Regions from separate parts of the Mus musculus genome. Here regions 2, 3, 4 and 5 are each linked to region 1. The links are chromatin contacts, called in public HiChIP or PLAC-seq and promoter capture Hi-C maps. All regions are on one chromosome and are shown on one strand. Each heading gives the region's core, a stretch centred on a gene start, on an enhancer-like site or on the middle of the called end of the contact. The rest is flanking DNA. Distances are from core to core; before and after follow the strand shown. Region 1 holds the start of Rnf227 (ring finger protein 227). Region 2 holds the start of Trp53 (transformation related protein 53). Region 3 overlaps Dnah2 (dynein, axonemal, heavy chain 2). Region 4 holds the start of Alox8 (arachidonate 8-lipoxygenase). Region 5 overlaps Dnah2 (dynein, axonemal, heavy chain 2).

Region 1 (2,712 bases), core at 82-2,581:
TAACTTACATACACATACCTGGGATTCTAAAACTACCGGGGAATGTGGACTGGGGTCCTGAAATTCTGCATTTCTAGCAAGCTGTGAGACCAACCAACACTGCTGGTCTTGATTTTAAGTCTACAGTAAGATATTTACAGGACTTTAGAATAGAACTAACTACATACAGTAAACAATGTCCCATTATGGGACACAAATTAAAATTATGTGAGCATCTTTTTTTTTCTTTTCCCCAGTATTGCTACAGAGTCAGTAAAGATAACAAAGGCCTAAATTTTGCTTCCTTTATCAAATGGCTCACCCATCTTTGATAAGCCTTTAATAAGGCCTCATGTAAATAAATGCCCCTTGGATGTTTTCATACCTGCCCTATCCAGCTGAAGGGAGGTTGTATATGCAAGATTCCCAATCATAAGCAGGGAGTCAACTCAGTAATTGCTGGAGCACGGTAACAAGAGTGGGAAGATGGCATGCCAGCAAACACAACCAGATAAGTGAGATTGACATGACATATAAATTAGCTTATCCCCTGTCCTGTCCTTTTTTCCACAGTACACATTGTCAACCACAGACCACTGCTAAAATTGGATCCTTTGCTTACACCACAGACTCTGAACAAACGCCAAAGCTTTGTTATTTTTTTTTTCTTCCTACATTATGGTAGGCTTTGTTTCTATTATCCCTTGGCCACTCCATCCTGAAAATATAATGCTGGCACAGTCTAGGAGCCTTCGCCGCTCAGAATCCACACCATCTAGGGTCCTTTCTGTTGAGCTCCATCTCCATCACGCATGTACCAATTCCAGCATCAGCCTTGATTTCCAGGTAGTCTTGACATCAACCTTTTGTGTCAGAGCACGCCTGAGGATGCTGCTCCCACCTGCTTTCTGCCATAGCTCTGGGGTTCCTTGGTTACAGCGTACAACGGGTCATGTGGGCAATGTCCTTGACCTCTGGACAGTAGAGCACTGGAGGAAAGAAGAAGGGTTAGTGGCAACAGGAGGATGCAACTTGACCCAGCATTCTTCGGTGCAATGTACCCAGTATCCTCCCTAGGCCGCCCCTCACCATTGCTAGGCAACGGACGCCGCAAGCGGCGTGCCGGCGCCAGGACCCTGTCCAAAATTCGGCGAAGCGCGCGCCAACCCGCACTTGGAGGTCCCGCCCCCTTCTCGCTCTCCGCTTCCCCGTCGTCGTCCTCTCCATCCTCTCCGCTGTCTTTGGCCGGGCTCCCCATCGGGTCTCCTTCACGCTCAGCCCGGGCTTTTTCCTCCAGCCGTGACCACAAGACAGGGTCTAGCGCGATCTCCGTGACGCCGCCGCGCGGGAGCGGGGAAGGCGCGCGGCAGAACGGGCACGTGACAGCGCGGCGCAGGCGCACCACGCGCGCGGCCGTGCGGCTGCCGTCGCCCCGCGCTGCCAGCTCGCGCAGGCAAGCTGTGCACAGCGTGTGGCCGCAGCGGGCGCGCGCCGTGCCAGGCAGGCGGCGGGGCGCACGGGCCCCGAGGTTGTAGGGTCGGAAACAGATGTTGCAGTCCAGCTCACCCAGCTCGGGAAGAGAGGGCACTCTCATCAAGAGCTGCATCGTGGTCACCGTGGCCCGAGGGCTTCGATCTCTAGGCGGCTAGGATACAGAACGAATGAGCCCTCCTTGGGCCAGGGCAGGGGCCTGGGGCCCGCGCCGCCGCCTCTGTCCCCTTTTAATAGTGAGGCCCCGCCCTCGAGGCGTCACGCGCAGATGGGCCGCTCCCTTCCGAGGCACGCGTTGGGGCGGCAGAGGCGCGAGGCTGGACTTGCGAGTGGGGATGCAGCGGGCTGAATGCCCAGGACAATGCCAGAATTACCCGAGGGAAGAGGGGGGCACGCTCCACCCACAGCCTCCATGGCGGACTCCTCACCCCCAGCAAAACACTAGCGCTGTCACTTAAACCTACCTGATGCAGGTGTCCAGGTCTCCTCTTGCACACAGTCACTAGCACAAGTCTATATGGCCCTGTTGGCCTATTTGTCACATGTTCATACTCTTTCACAATCCCCTCCTGCCCTTCCCCTCACAAACAGGCAACATATGCCAGGTTTACTGTTGGTTCTGCCCAGTTTTAATTGGTCTTCTGGATGTTTGGATTGTGCCCAGCCATAATTCACTCTGCCCTCGCCTCTCCTTTTTATACATGGCCTCTTGGGTTCTTTGGAAGGCTGGCTCCCTCAAATTCCTCCCCCTACCCCCTCTGAGAGTTTGAGTCCAGCTAACACCTCAGCACAAGGAGGGACCTAGATTCCAGGAGCATGGCCTTAGGAATGCTGGGAATCTTTTCCTTCCGGAGTATCCAGACTTGGACACCCACACAGCATGATGGTGGAAACGAAGCAGCTCTGCGTGACTTCTGACTCAGGGGTCTGACTTCTCCCACAGGTAAACAGGACGTGGTACTCACAGCCCACATTCCCTCACGGTGTGGCACCCACACCCAAGCTGCCTCCTCAGCCTCTCGAACCCAGGCTCTGTTGCGGAGGATAATAACACAGTCTTGACACAGCTGGCTCAAGAACAAATCCTAGTTGTGACACCCACAGACAAGTTACTTCATTTCTCTGGGCCTTGATTTCTTCATCTACAAAGTGTGGGTAATAATAGTAAGGATGGAAAGAGCTTGTGTTTGTAAGGTGCTTTAAATGGTGCCTGATGGTACACAGTAAACATCAGATAAGCAA
Region 2 (2,712 bases), core at 150-2,649, 240 kb before region 1:
AAATTTACTTCCCGATCCAAGTGCAGTGTGGAAATAGTATTTTTACAAAAGAAAAAAAGGCACGCACGATGTCTGGTGCGCGATAAGAAACTGTAATGAAATGACCTGTTCTAAAAATTGAAGTGGCGGGGACAGGCATAGCCCACGCCCAGGCAGAGTCCCGCCACCTCCCGCTGGGAAGAACCGGATGGTGCGGGCTGACTGCACTTAGGACCGCCGGGCGCCCGGGGCCCAAGCCCGCCCCTTCCGCTTTCAGGACGCGCGGAATGCGTTAAGCAAGGGAATGGCTCACCCTAAAACCGGATACTCGGTAATTTGCTTTTCCGGCAGGAAGAAACGACCTATCGGCGCACTCTTTTAAATAAACACCTCCTCCTTTGCAAAAGCAATAACCAAGTAATCCAGAAAAATAAGATGTCGAGGACAGCAGTTTTCCTCCTCAAACCACAGAACCAGCCTAGAATCCATTTCTCCCCTTTCGCTACTCCCCCGTCGCCGGGCGAGCAGTGATCTGCTCCGAAAACAAGAAACCGGAAATGCTCCTGCAAGCGGCAGAAACGTAAAGGAGCCAAACAATAACAGGGCCGGCGGGCCTTTCAGACCAAGAGGCTGAGTCGGGCCCCGAGGGCAAATACTTCTGGCTAGCACCGCTAGTGCTTCAGGCTTTTCTTGGATTTTCTTCATCTAGCAGGGTCGAGAAGCGGCTGGAAAAAAAAAGAAATCACTCCAGGGACAAAGGTCCGGAAGTTGCGGGACCTTAGCAGCTAAGGCTCCCCGGATCACCCCGATCTCATCCAGGAACGGAACCCAGGGTTTCATTAGGATGCTATGGGGGGTCTTAAGTCTTAAGCTATGAATCTCGAAAAATCTTAAATCCTGGTGCTTTGTGCATGTTATTTCCGGAGCTTCCATCACCTAGCAGCGGGCAGATAAGTGTGTACAACGCGTAGCGGAGAGAAAACCCCTTAGGCCATCTCAGTGGTCCCTATATGCTCTACTTTGCAGGTGCATGACAGTGAGGCTCGTCGGTCCTAACATCATCATCATCAGCTACCCTCACTACAGCATCTGACATATACACTCCCGTTCATCCCGCCCGCCAAGCTTCCATTCCGCCCATCTCCATCGCGCTGAGTCCCCCCACTGCCCCACCCCCAAACCCCACGGTTTTCTCTAGTTTTATGGATGCAAACGGAGAGAGCCAGTGACCGAGAGGTCTCGTCACGCTCATCAATTACTTACCCAGTCTTCGGAGAAGCGTGACACCCTGCTGGGAAGGAGGAGGATGAGGGCCTGAATGCTAGGTGCCCCCTAACTGTAGTCGCTACCTACAGCCAGGATGGTCCCAATGAACTGAAGCTACAGAACTTTAGCCAGGGTGAGCACGTGGGAGGGGAAAGTCCCAATCCCAGCAACCCCCGCGAGACTCCTGGCACAAAGCTGGATAGTCGCCATAACAAGTAAGGGCAAGTCCTTCCGTGGGTTGAGGGCAAGAAATGGAGGCGGGGACTTGCAGAGTCAGGATTCTCCCTGAGATGTTGCCCTCAGCAGGAACGCTTTGTGAAAAGTCGTCTAAGATATAGAGCTGTGAGGGCAAAATGGGTGGAAACCGATTCGGAGGACTCCTGCCTCTGTGTCAAGTATAAAGAGTGGAAAGAATTAAGTTTTTATCGTAAGTGGACCGCCACTGTTCTGAGCTCTGTGCTCTTTCCTATCCAGCTAGATAGTCATAGCCATCTTTTTGGATTTTTAAGACAGAGTCTTTGTAGCCAAGGCTGGCCTGGAATTCGCGGCCGTCTTCCTGCTTTAGGCCTTCCAAGTACAGGGATGAACCAACACGGGCCCCTAAGTTCTTTTTCCCCTCATTAGCTAAAATGTCACTTTAGAAAGGCTTTTCATAGTATCTCAATCTAACGTGTTCTCCGAGATACTTGGTATCGCACCACCGTGTTTAATTTCCTGTACAGTCCTTATCACTCTCTGTAAAGACTGTTTTCACAGCCTTTAATTGCACAGCAACGAAAACTTTATGGAGATTAAGAACTAGAAAACATTGCTATTTTTTTCCCAATGCCTTGTATAGTCCTGGGTTAGGCAGTAAGAACTTGATAATAAATGTCGAATGAATGAAGGGAGGGCGGGGGAGAAAGGGAAAGAGAGGAACAAGAAGGGGGGAGAGATGGGGAGAAAGGAAACCTGAGGTTACGGGATTCAAAACAAGATAGTCAAGAGGGGCAAAAACTGTAGAAATTATGCGCCCTCTGCAGGCCAGGGAGGATAGGCGCTTTAAGAATTACCCCCAGGGGACGGTAGGGGGCGCTCGTGTAGTTTTCGCCAAGGCCCAGAGTTCAGACTACAACTCCCAGAAACCTCTAGGAATTCTCCAGCGCTTGAGGTGTAGGCAAAGTCGTTCCTTCCCGCCTTCCCGCTCGGAATCGGAGGAGGATGCGGAGAGCCTATCGGAAGGTGGCCCGACTCCCGCGAGAGCAAGAAGCCCTGGCGGCGCCTAGCGACCCTAGGCGCTTGGCTTTGGACACTCGTTCCCTGGTGATTGCTTTAGGTTCGGCTTACATTTTCCGGAAGAGGAAAGCGGACTCCGGTCTCTGAGCATCCCTGGGAACGGTAATGCACTCTAGCCTCGGCAGCTGGTAGCCGGCTCAGCGAGACTTGCCCGACCTCTGCCTTCCGGGGGCTTACTCTACAGAATGAAGA
Region 3 (2,712 bases), core at 54-2,553, 190 kb before region 1:
CAATTCCCAGCAACCACATGGTGGCTCATAACCATCTGCAGTGGGATTTGATGCCCTCTTCTGGTGTGTCTGAAGACAGCGACAGTGTACTCACATACATATAATAAATAAAATCTTGAGAGAGAGAGAGAGAGAGAGAGAGAGAGAGAGAGAGAGAGACAGATCCATTTAACTTGCTACAACAGTAGATGAGAGATTTTACTGTATTCTCCAGGTTAGGGTGGCTAGTTTAAACTTCCTTTAAAAAATGACTACGCACAGTAGCTTAGTGGAACCTTCAGGAGGCCCTGCACTCAATCCCCAGCACAGAAAGGGAAAAAAAGAGTCATGTCTCTCGGCATTCTGATTTTAGACTCCAAGGAGTGTCTCCTCCTGCCATGCCCACGCCTTTCTCCACTGTGATGCTCTGTGCCCTGTCACACCGTTAGCCAAAATAAACCCTTCTTCACTGGGGCAGGGGTAGAGGTGGGAGTGGGGGAGTCCATAACCTAGTATCTGATAAAAGGGGCAAAGAGTGAGACCTGGGACATGAAGGCAGCTCACAGCCCAGGATCCACAGAACACAGGGAAAAGGCATAATCAAATCTAGTGAATTTCACAAACAGGTGTGAACCCTAAACTGTGCTGAAGCTCCAAGTTCCTTCTCTTCCCGCACTTGGTTGGGGGAAAACCTTGGAGCATTCCAAACATCCCCCAAGAGGTTTGTCATTTAACAAAGATTTGCTATTGCCTTAAATTAGCCTTAACCACGTGCCCCTCCTCACACAAGTCTCTCAGGCTACAGAAAAGAGAATAACATAAAATACCTAATCCTTTCACTTTACCTTCAAGAGGCAAAATAAACTGGCCTCTCCCAGTGGGGCATCAAGAAGTCGCCCACAGTGTGCTAGAGCCAAAAGAGTGAATTGACAAAGCTGCTCAGGCATGAGCAAAATGGGGCGAAATTGCATGGCAACGGCGGGCACATTATACCAAGGACAAAGGGAAGAAAAAAAAAAAAAAGAACAAAGCGCGTATACAGGAGGGAGATCTAACCCAAGGAAGGAGGCTCCTCACAACAGCCACGGTGCAACTCGATACCAACATGAATTCAGTCTCTACGAGATGATAAAAGGTGGAAGGAGATGAAAGGGGGAGGTGGGGCACGGATCTTAGGGAACGAATAAGGCAGCGTGCTACAAAACCAGATGAGAAATGGCGGGGAACTGAATAGCTGTGGTTGAAAATCCGTCACCGACTGAGCGCAAGGCTGAGGCAGCCGCCGTTCATGAGAAAGAAAAGGCCGGACACATTAATGCAATTAGGGAGACGCGAATAGACACGAGGGATGGGCACAGCCCAGCTGCAGGAGTAGACAGCCGTCACAGTGTGGATTTAGAGAGAACATACAAAGAATTTTCCTGAGATGCACAAGGAACGGCGTCTGGGAGTGAGAAGGCTGCGCTGTTGCTGCTTACCGACGGCCTCTCACGTTAATGTCAGCGTGCATTTTAGTTTCAGCACTGAAATGTAAGGATGCCAGTTCTGGGGAACATTATGGCGTTCCACCGAGAACATTTAGCTTCAACCTAATAACAAGCATTTAGATAAATCCAAATTAAGGGACATTTGAAAAACATCTGGCTTGATTCTTAGAGTGATTGATAGTACAACGTAAAAGAGAAAGCCCGACATGATGGTACATGCTTGTAATCCTGTCACCTGAGAGGCTAAAACAGGAGGACACACACACACACACACACACACACACACACACACACACACACAGAGGATAGCAAAGGATAGGAGTTGTTGAAATGAAAGGAGGTTGTAGGAAACAGAGGCAGGAAGGAGTATTAGGAGTTCCAGGCCAGCCTGAGTATGAAACTCTGTCTATACCCCACCAAAAAAACCTAAACAAACAAACAAACAAACAAAAATGCACCTCAAACACCACACACTCACACACTCACTCACACACACACACTCACTCACACACACACACTCACTCACACACACTCACACACACACACTCACTCATTCACACACACACACACACACACACACACACTCACACACTCTCTCTCTCTCACACACACACACACAGAGGCTAGGCATGGTGGTACATACCTTTAATTTCAGCATTAGGGAGATAGAGGTGGAAGGATTCTGTGAGTTGAAAGCCATCCTAATTTATGTAGCAGTGTATTCTAGACCAGGGCTTACATAGTGAGACCCTGTTTCAGAAGAGAAACAGCAGCAACAACAAAATAAGACGATGGATAGCCCTGGGCGGGATATGGATGGGGAGGAAGAGATCCAGCTATACGTGACATCATTTGGACAACTGGAGGAAGTTAAATGTGGACATATATTGTATTAGATAAATTTTTCTATCACCATAATTACAGTAATTTTAGAAGATACAGGCCAAGCATTAAGGGTGTGGCATCTGGATGCCTGCAGCTCACAAAGGCTCAGGTATAAAGAGGGGACAGACAGATGGAGCATTGACATTGAATCCAGGAGGCAAGGATATTTTGTTAACTTTATTTTTCTTGAAAATTTTCTACGAGTTGGAGTTTTTTGAAAATAAAAATTGAAAGAGCCGGGGGTGGTGGCCCAGGTCTGCAGTCGCAGCTGCTAGAAAGCAGAGGCAGAATTTCTGCAATCGTGAGTTCACAGCTGAGACTCAAAAAAAAAAAAAAAAAAAAAAAAGGAAGAAAGAAAGAA
Region 4 (2,712 bases), core at 67-2,566, 140 kb after region 1:
TTGTCTATAACCAGGTCAGCCTAGCATATATTCACCATAACTCTTCTCTGGGTCATCCCACATCAGTCCCCAGGGAGTAGGACATCAAACCTAGGAGCCAACACGAAGGTTTCACCCTTTGATAGTAACAAGAAAGCTGATGTAACACACATACTGAATAATCTTGGTTGCTTCTACCTCTTTGCAAAACTTTCAAATTTTTTAGCAACTTGGAGCCTGAATCCACTGCCCTTTTCCAGCGATCTTCTCTTAGCCTAGGGCTCACACACATCCCTGTGCCATGACTTCCAGGTAGGCACCCATAGGGACCACTATACTTGGATGTCTAATGGGCACAGCAAAGAGGATTTCCCAAATCTGTTGTTTCCCTCAAGGGCAAACTCTGTCACTGTCTTCCTTCTGACATCCCTCTCACTCACTCCAGCTCTGCCTTCCCTTCTCCAGTGATCTCAGGGCCTTTGCACAGACAATTCCCCAACAGTAAAACAGCTTACCTAGACATACCACTTGAAAACATATATTTAGTATTATTCTTGATATCTTATTTGAAATTTCACATATGCACACAATGTACTTGACTATATCTACCCCATCCCCCCTACAGCTCTCCCCGACCTTCCCTCAGGTCCCTCCCAACTTCAGATCCTCCTCCTTTTAATAACACACTGAGTCCAATAATTGGTGCCCATAAACACATACCCTGGGCTCACCTCTCACCACCTCTGGGTCTCTGAGGGCCTTTCTCTCGAGCCAAACTTCTCAGGCTCTCACATCAGCAGTGACTGACATCTTCCCCAGCATTGATTATCCTCTAAACTCTAATACATGCTTAGAGCATTTGAATGTCTTTTCCCCCTTGCACTTGACCTTAGTAAACAGTCAGGCAAAGCTAGAGTATTGCCTGGACCCGCACTGGCAGCATCTAATAGTCCTGGCCAGTGATGGCTCTCAAAATCAGTTATTAAAGAAGTGAAAGCAGCCTTGTGGCGTGGGAAGAGTTAAAGGAATGGGGAAGTGGACCCTCACTCACATTTAAAGCTAAGACAGCATGTAAATAAATTTTACACTTGTACCCCACATTCCAGTTGGGTCTGGAACTCACCCTGTGGACTTCAGTCCACTTCCTGTCTCAGCGCCACCCATTGTGACTCCAGGTTTCAGTGTGTCAACCCACCTACTACTTGTCCTAAATTCTAAGGCTCTTCCTGATGGCAAGGAAGCTGAAGGGGAATTCAGTGGGTAGCGAACACATTTCCCCTTAACCTGGTCTGATGGGCGGGGCATCGCTGAGGTTAAATCACCCTGCCAGGTAGTCCAGCTTGCAGTAGAGAGCTAAACTGGTCAGGAGGATGGCGAAATGCAGGGTGAGAGTATCCACGGGGGAAGCCTGTGGGGCTGGCACATGGGACAAAGTGTCTGTCAGCATCGTGGGAACCCACGGAGAGAGCCCCTTAGTACCTCTGGACCATCTGGGCAAGGAGTTCAGCGCCGGTGCTGTGAGTTTTTGGGGAGCAGGCAATGGCGACTGTGGAGGAAGGCAGCCCAGGGGGACCATCCTCAGCATACTAAACAACCCCTCCTAGGAAGAAGACTTCGAGGTGACGCTTCCCCAGGACGTAGGCACTGTGCTGATGCTGCGAGTCCACAAAGCACCCCCGGAAGTGTCCCTCCCGCTTATGTCTTTCCGTTCTGATGCCTGGTTCTGCCGCTGGTTCGAGCTGGAGTGGCTACCTGGGGCTGCACTCCACTTCCCCTGTTATCAGTGGCTGGAAGGGGCGGGGGAGCTGGTGCTGAGAGAGGGAGCAGGTGAGGGGACTGGGGCTGCGGGAGGCACGCAGCAGTGTGTCGCAGGCTAAGCTTGGGGAGTGGAAACCAGGAAAGGGCAGAGGAGGAAGGAGGGGACTGGCAGAAGCAGGAGGTGGTGGCAATCAGCTTGCAGTGGAAGAAGTGTACCCGGGGTGAGGGGACTGGTGGGTTGACAGCAGTAGGAGGGAGAAAGTCTGAAGCCAGAGATCAAGAGAGGATCCTTTCCATCCACGCCCTCACCCGCAGCAAAGGTGTCCTGGCAAGACCATCACCCTACACTGCAGGATCAGCGCCAGAAGGAGCTTGAGTCCAGGCAGAAGATGTACAGGTGAGGAGGGAGATAGTGACCCCTGCAGGAGGACTCACTTATGGGATGGGAAGGAGCCAAATCAAGGACTAATCCCAGACACAGTAGTGTTGGCATTACTGGGCAACTGAGAGAAAAGCAGATTCGCAGGAGCTCTGACTCTGAATGTGATTGAGCAGAGAGACTGGCTTCTTTCCAAGCCTTTCTGGTGACGCTGGCACCCACTGAAGGTTGAAACCCACTGCTCTAACAACCCTGTCCTGTGGCTTATGCCTTCTCCATCTCTCTCTGTGGTTGTTATTGCTTCCGTTTCTCTTTTCTCTCACTGGTGGGGTTGTTGCTTTCTCCCGTAAATACAGGCAGAACTCCCAGCAATTAAGGGTGACCTTCAAAGCCATTCCTAGACAGTACAGAAACTCTCAGACAGGGATGCTTTCCATCTTATCAGCTCAACATAAAGAGTTAGAGCAGAGAGCTACCTACATACTGAAATTACAGTAGGTGGGAATTTCAAGGGGGTAAAGTCAGCTACTGTACTCAGGTGGACATTTTCAAAGTCACCTGGCGCTCTTAATCTTGGTTGCTTTCCAAATCCTGAG
Region 5 (2,712 bases), core at 124-2,623, 130 kb before region 1:
CAGAGGACAGTTTACAGGAACCGGTTCTCTCCTCCCACCAGCTGGGTCCCCGGGATCAGAGTTGGATCGTCAGGAATGGCTGCAGGTGCCTTTACTCGCTGCTCCCTCTTGCTGGCTCAGTATTTACTCTTTATCAGGCTCCCTGATTTCATGAGTAACTGTGCATCTGAGAACAGGAAGTGTGACTGTCCTGAACTTCTGTCACTCATTAGGTGTGACTTTGAATGACACAGTTGGCTCCACCTAGGACCCACACAAACAGCTTCCTCTCTGACTCATCTCCTTCTGGAGTCCTGGCTCACCGACACTTACTTACTTACTTACTTTCCTACTTAATTAATTAATTTAGAGGTGGGGTGTTACTATGTAACCCTGGCTGACCCACCCGGAACTCCCTATATAGACCAGGCTGGCCTCCTGCTAACAGGGGTTGATTGGCCTACTGCCTCACCATGGGTCACCATGTCGGGCTCAGGTAACTTCAACTCAGCAGATCCTTGAAATCACTGAAAGCCCAGCTACCCTGACTGGATCCACTAGCCCTCGCCCACCTCGCCTCCTGTCCTCATGGTGGGAACTTTGAAGAGAGTCTCTGGGAGCTCTGTGGTGTGTGAGAGCAGAGGAACAGAGGAGGGGCAGAGGCGTCCCCTCCTCGTGTTCGTCCACACACTCTGAGCTGTCCTTTCAGTTGAAACTGCTAAATGCTGGATTAAAAAATTCAAAGAAATATGTCCTTTTTTATTACATTGCTTAGATGGCAAGAATTCTAGGGGCCTTGGTGTGGTGACAGTGAGTGAAGGGACTTTGTGAGGCAAGTAGGTTCCAATGCTGTTTTCCTGCCGTGGAATTTTGTCAGTCTAAGGCACCAGGAGTTGGAAGGCAAGCAGCCCAAGCCTGAAGGTGGAACAACGTAAAGCCCACTGTTATAGAAGTCAGGCTACAGGGACTCACCCTCCCCATCAACTGATGGGAAGGACAACTTACAACCTAGGAAGATCTGTGCTTGTCCAAGCCCTGGTGGTGGCAGGGAGGGGGTCAAAGGATTCCTGCAGTCTCTTCAGCTCAGCCTCACGCTGTCCACAGTCAGCATTCACTCTATGGTGTAAAGTCTCAAGCTTCACCTGCAGGGCAGGAGAAGGGGGTGTCCGTTGTCAGTGCCCCCAGGCGACTGGTGGGAGCAAAGGGAAGAATGGCTTCTGGAGGAGCTCAGTCCAGAAGAGCCCTGAAGGCAGCACCAGCCTGACCGCTGCGGATGGAGGTTGGGAAAAGGAGCTGTTCGCTGAAGCCAGCTAGAGTTGTGTAACAGGACTCTGTCCCAGGAGAAGAAAGGAGCTGTATCTCTAAGATCTGGTGTCTTAATGGCCCCGGGTGACAGAGCCTCCCCTGCTGAGTAGAGGTGTCGAGCCTGAGGAACAGCAGGCAGGAGAGGAATGAGTCAGATTAACCAGTACTGAGGGAACGTTTGCAGACTAGATGCTTTCTTTCATCTCTCGGCTTAAAGAATTGAGGCATCCAGACAGGCAAGTGAAAGTATTCATTCTCTCCGGGGAATTCTTCTGACCCAAGAAGAATGACAGGGACATGGCATAAAGATCCCAAGTGCACTGTCGCCTGCAGGAGCCCCACACACCCAGCCATATAAACAGAAAATGGGAGTAGAGGTAGGAGAATCAGGAATTCAGGGCTAACCTTGGCTACATAAGGAATTTGAGGGTAGCCTGGTCTAGAATACACACACACACACACACACACACACACACACACACACACACACGACAGAGAGAGAGAGAGAGAGAGAGAGAGAGAGAGAGAGAGAATATGAATATGAATGGATGATGTAAGGAAAACCAAAGCTCGCTGAACAACCTGAGAGAAGAGCTCTGGTAGGAAGGCCATTAGGTGTTACTAGTGGGAGGGAGGAGGCAAGGGAGGAGAGGGGATGTTGAGCCAAATCCCTGAGACAAGAGACTTTTTTAAATGCAGGGCAACAGACAGTATGGTAAAGAGTTTGAAGGAAAGTATTAGCCCTGGGAGAAGCAAGGAGTCTACTTTGTAAGGGTTTCTGAGAAGAGGGGTGGTCTTGTATCACAAGGAAGCAGGCTTAGTCAATGTATGATGTGTGACCTATGGTCTGCGACAGAAGTAAGGGACTGGGCACATTGCCATTCACGCCACACGGCAGGAGTCACTCTCGATAGGAGGTGGGGGCTTAGTTAATGTGTGACCCAGAAAAGGTGATGGCAGTGAGACTGACCCCCCTTCCCTCCAGCCTGCACCCCACCGTGCGTGTGCGTGTGCGTGTGCGTGTGCGTGTGCGTGTGTGTGTGTGTGTGTGTGTGTGTGTGTGTAGGGGGTGTGCTGGGGCTGGGCTTGTCCTTGTCTGGCTTGCATACCTATCTGCTTAGGACTTGGTTACCTGCAGGGCCTAGGTTCCCTAACAAAAGAACCCGAACAAACAAGAAAGAGCCTGGTGGAGAAATAGATAGGCCAAGGAGAGGAAATACAAAGCAAACCATCAATGGCCTCTGCTGGGGAGTGGTGGGCATCTCTGCAGACACAGGGACTCTGGGGGTGAGGAGGATAGCCGGTCCCCTCTATGCATTCAGGTCAGCCTGGGCCACCAAGACTCCACCCTGAACAATGATCAGAATTATCCAAGTGAAATTCTAATGAAATGCTATTAAGAAAGGACTATGGCAGACAAAGGGGAGA

The links. Promoter capture Hi-C pulls out the DNA fragments that hold promoters and counts their contacts. HiChIP or PLAC-seq counts read pairs in DNA pulled down with a chosen protein or histone mark. Capture Hi-C pulls out chosen DNA fragments and counts their contacts.
Region 2: a contact with region 1 is called in a promoter capture Hi-C map of liver, with 4 times the contacts expected there. The contact joins the promoter of Trp53 here to the promoter of Rnf227 in region 1. A contact is called at or near these places in 9 of 39 promoter capture datasets (cranial neural crest, frontonasal cranial neural crest, hippocampal neurons and 5 more), 4 of 484 Hi-C or Micro-C datasets (CD8 T cells, embryonic stem cells, muscle stem cells and 1 more), 5 of 115 datasets of contacts at active chromatin or transcription factors (bone marrow-derived macrophages, craniofacial prominence, effector CD8 T cells and 2 more) and 2 of 9 other capture datasets (adipose tissue and pancreatic islet).
Region 3: a promoter capture Hi-C map of hippocampal neurons shows a contact between it and region 1, with 4 times the contacts expected there. The contact joins the enhancer-like site here to the promoter of Rnf227 in region 1. A contact is called at or near these places in 18 of 39 promoter capture datasets (the C10 cell line, the HPC-7 cell line, HPC-7-derived erythroid cells and 13 more), 2 of 484 Hi-C or Micro-C datasets (both in the G1E-ER4 cell line), 15 of 115 datasets of contacts at active chromatin or transcription factors (SST interneurons, craniofacial prominence, differentiating embryonic stem cells and 9 more) and 4 of 9 other capture datasets (adipose tissue, embryonic stem cells, liver and 1 more).
Region 4: a contact with region 1 is called in a promoter capture Hi-C map of adipose tissue. The contact joins the promoter of Alox8 here to the promoter of Rnf227 in region 1. A contact is called at or near these places in 12 of 39 promoter capture datasets (the SN4741 cell line, cranial neural crest, embryonic stem cells and 6 more), 2 of 115 datasets of contacts at active chromatin or transcription factors (bone marrow-derived macrophages and effector CD8 T cells) and 3 of 9 other capture datasets (adipose tissue, liver and pancreatic islet).
Region 5: a contact with region 1 is called in a FOXA1 HiChIP or PLAC-seq map of pancreatic cancer cells. The contact joins the enhancer-like site here to the promoter of Rnf227 in region 1. A contact is called at or near these places in 5 of 39 promoter capture datasets (cranial neural crest, embryonic stem cells, frontonasal cranial neural crest and 2 more), 1 of 115 datasets of contacts at active chromatin or transcription factors (pancreatic cancer cells) and 4 of 9 other capture datasets (adipose tissue, embryonic stem cells, liver and 1 more).

What each region holds. Positions count from the first base shown.
Region 1 is chr11:69,339,415-69,342,126 of GRCm38.p6, reverse strand. It overlaps Rnf227 (ring finger protein 227), which reads right to left and starts at 1,331. Exons shown (of 2, transcript NR_027827.2): 1 at 1,069-1,331; 2 at 1-968.
Region 2 is chr11:69,579,046-69,581,757 of GRCm38.p6, reverse strand. It overlaps Trp53 (transformation related protein 53), which reads right to left and starts at 1,399. Exons shown (of 11, transcript NM_011640.3): 1 at 1,243-1,399. It overlaps Wrap53 (WD repeat containing, antisense to Trp53), which reads left to right and starts at 2,509. Exons shown (of 10, transcript NM_144824.3): 1 at 2,509-2,712. The coding sequence starts at 2,706.
Region 3 is chr11:69,525,857-69,528,568 of GRCm38.p6, reverse strand. All of the region lies in intron 4 of Dnah2 (dynein, axonemal, heavy chain 2), which reads left to right. Among named protein-coding and RNA genes, the nearest start is that of Dnah2, 22 kb to the left of the region's middle. Within about 2 kb of position 1,303, at least 80 of the 459 cell types and tissues checked have an H3K27ac peak or open chromatin away from gene starts, as enhancers often do. A contact at or near this core is called in SST interneurons, craniofacial prominence, embryonic basal ganglia and 6 more, where this site is marked.
Region 4 is chr11:69,196,447-69,199,158 of GRCm38.p6, reverse strand. Alox8 (arachidonate 8-lipoxygenase) reads left to right here and starts at 1,316. Exons shown (of 14, transcript NM_009661.4): 1 at 1,316-1,496; 2 at 1,584-1,806; 3 at 2,053-2,134. The coding sequence starts at 1,350.
Region 5 is chr11:69,470,347-69,473,058 of GRCm38.p6, reverse strand. The region is part of intron 39 of Dnah2 (dynein, axonemal, heavy chain 2); the gene reads left to right. Among named protein-coding and RNA genes, the nearest start is that of Kdm6b, 56 kb to the right of the region's middle. Within about 2 kb of position 1,373, at least 74 of the 459 cell types and tissues checked have an H3K27ac peak or open chromatin away from gene starts, as enhancers often do. A contact at or near this core is called in pancreatic cancer cells, where this site is marked.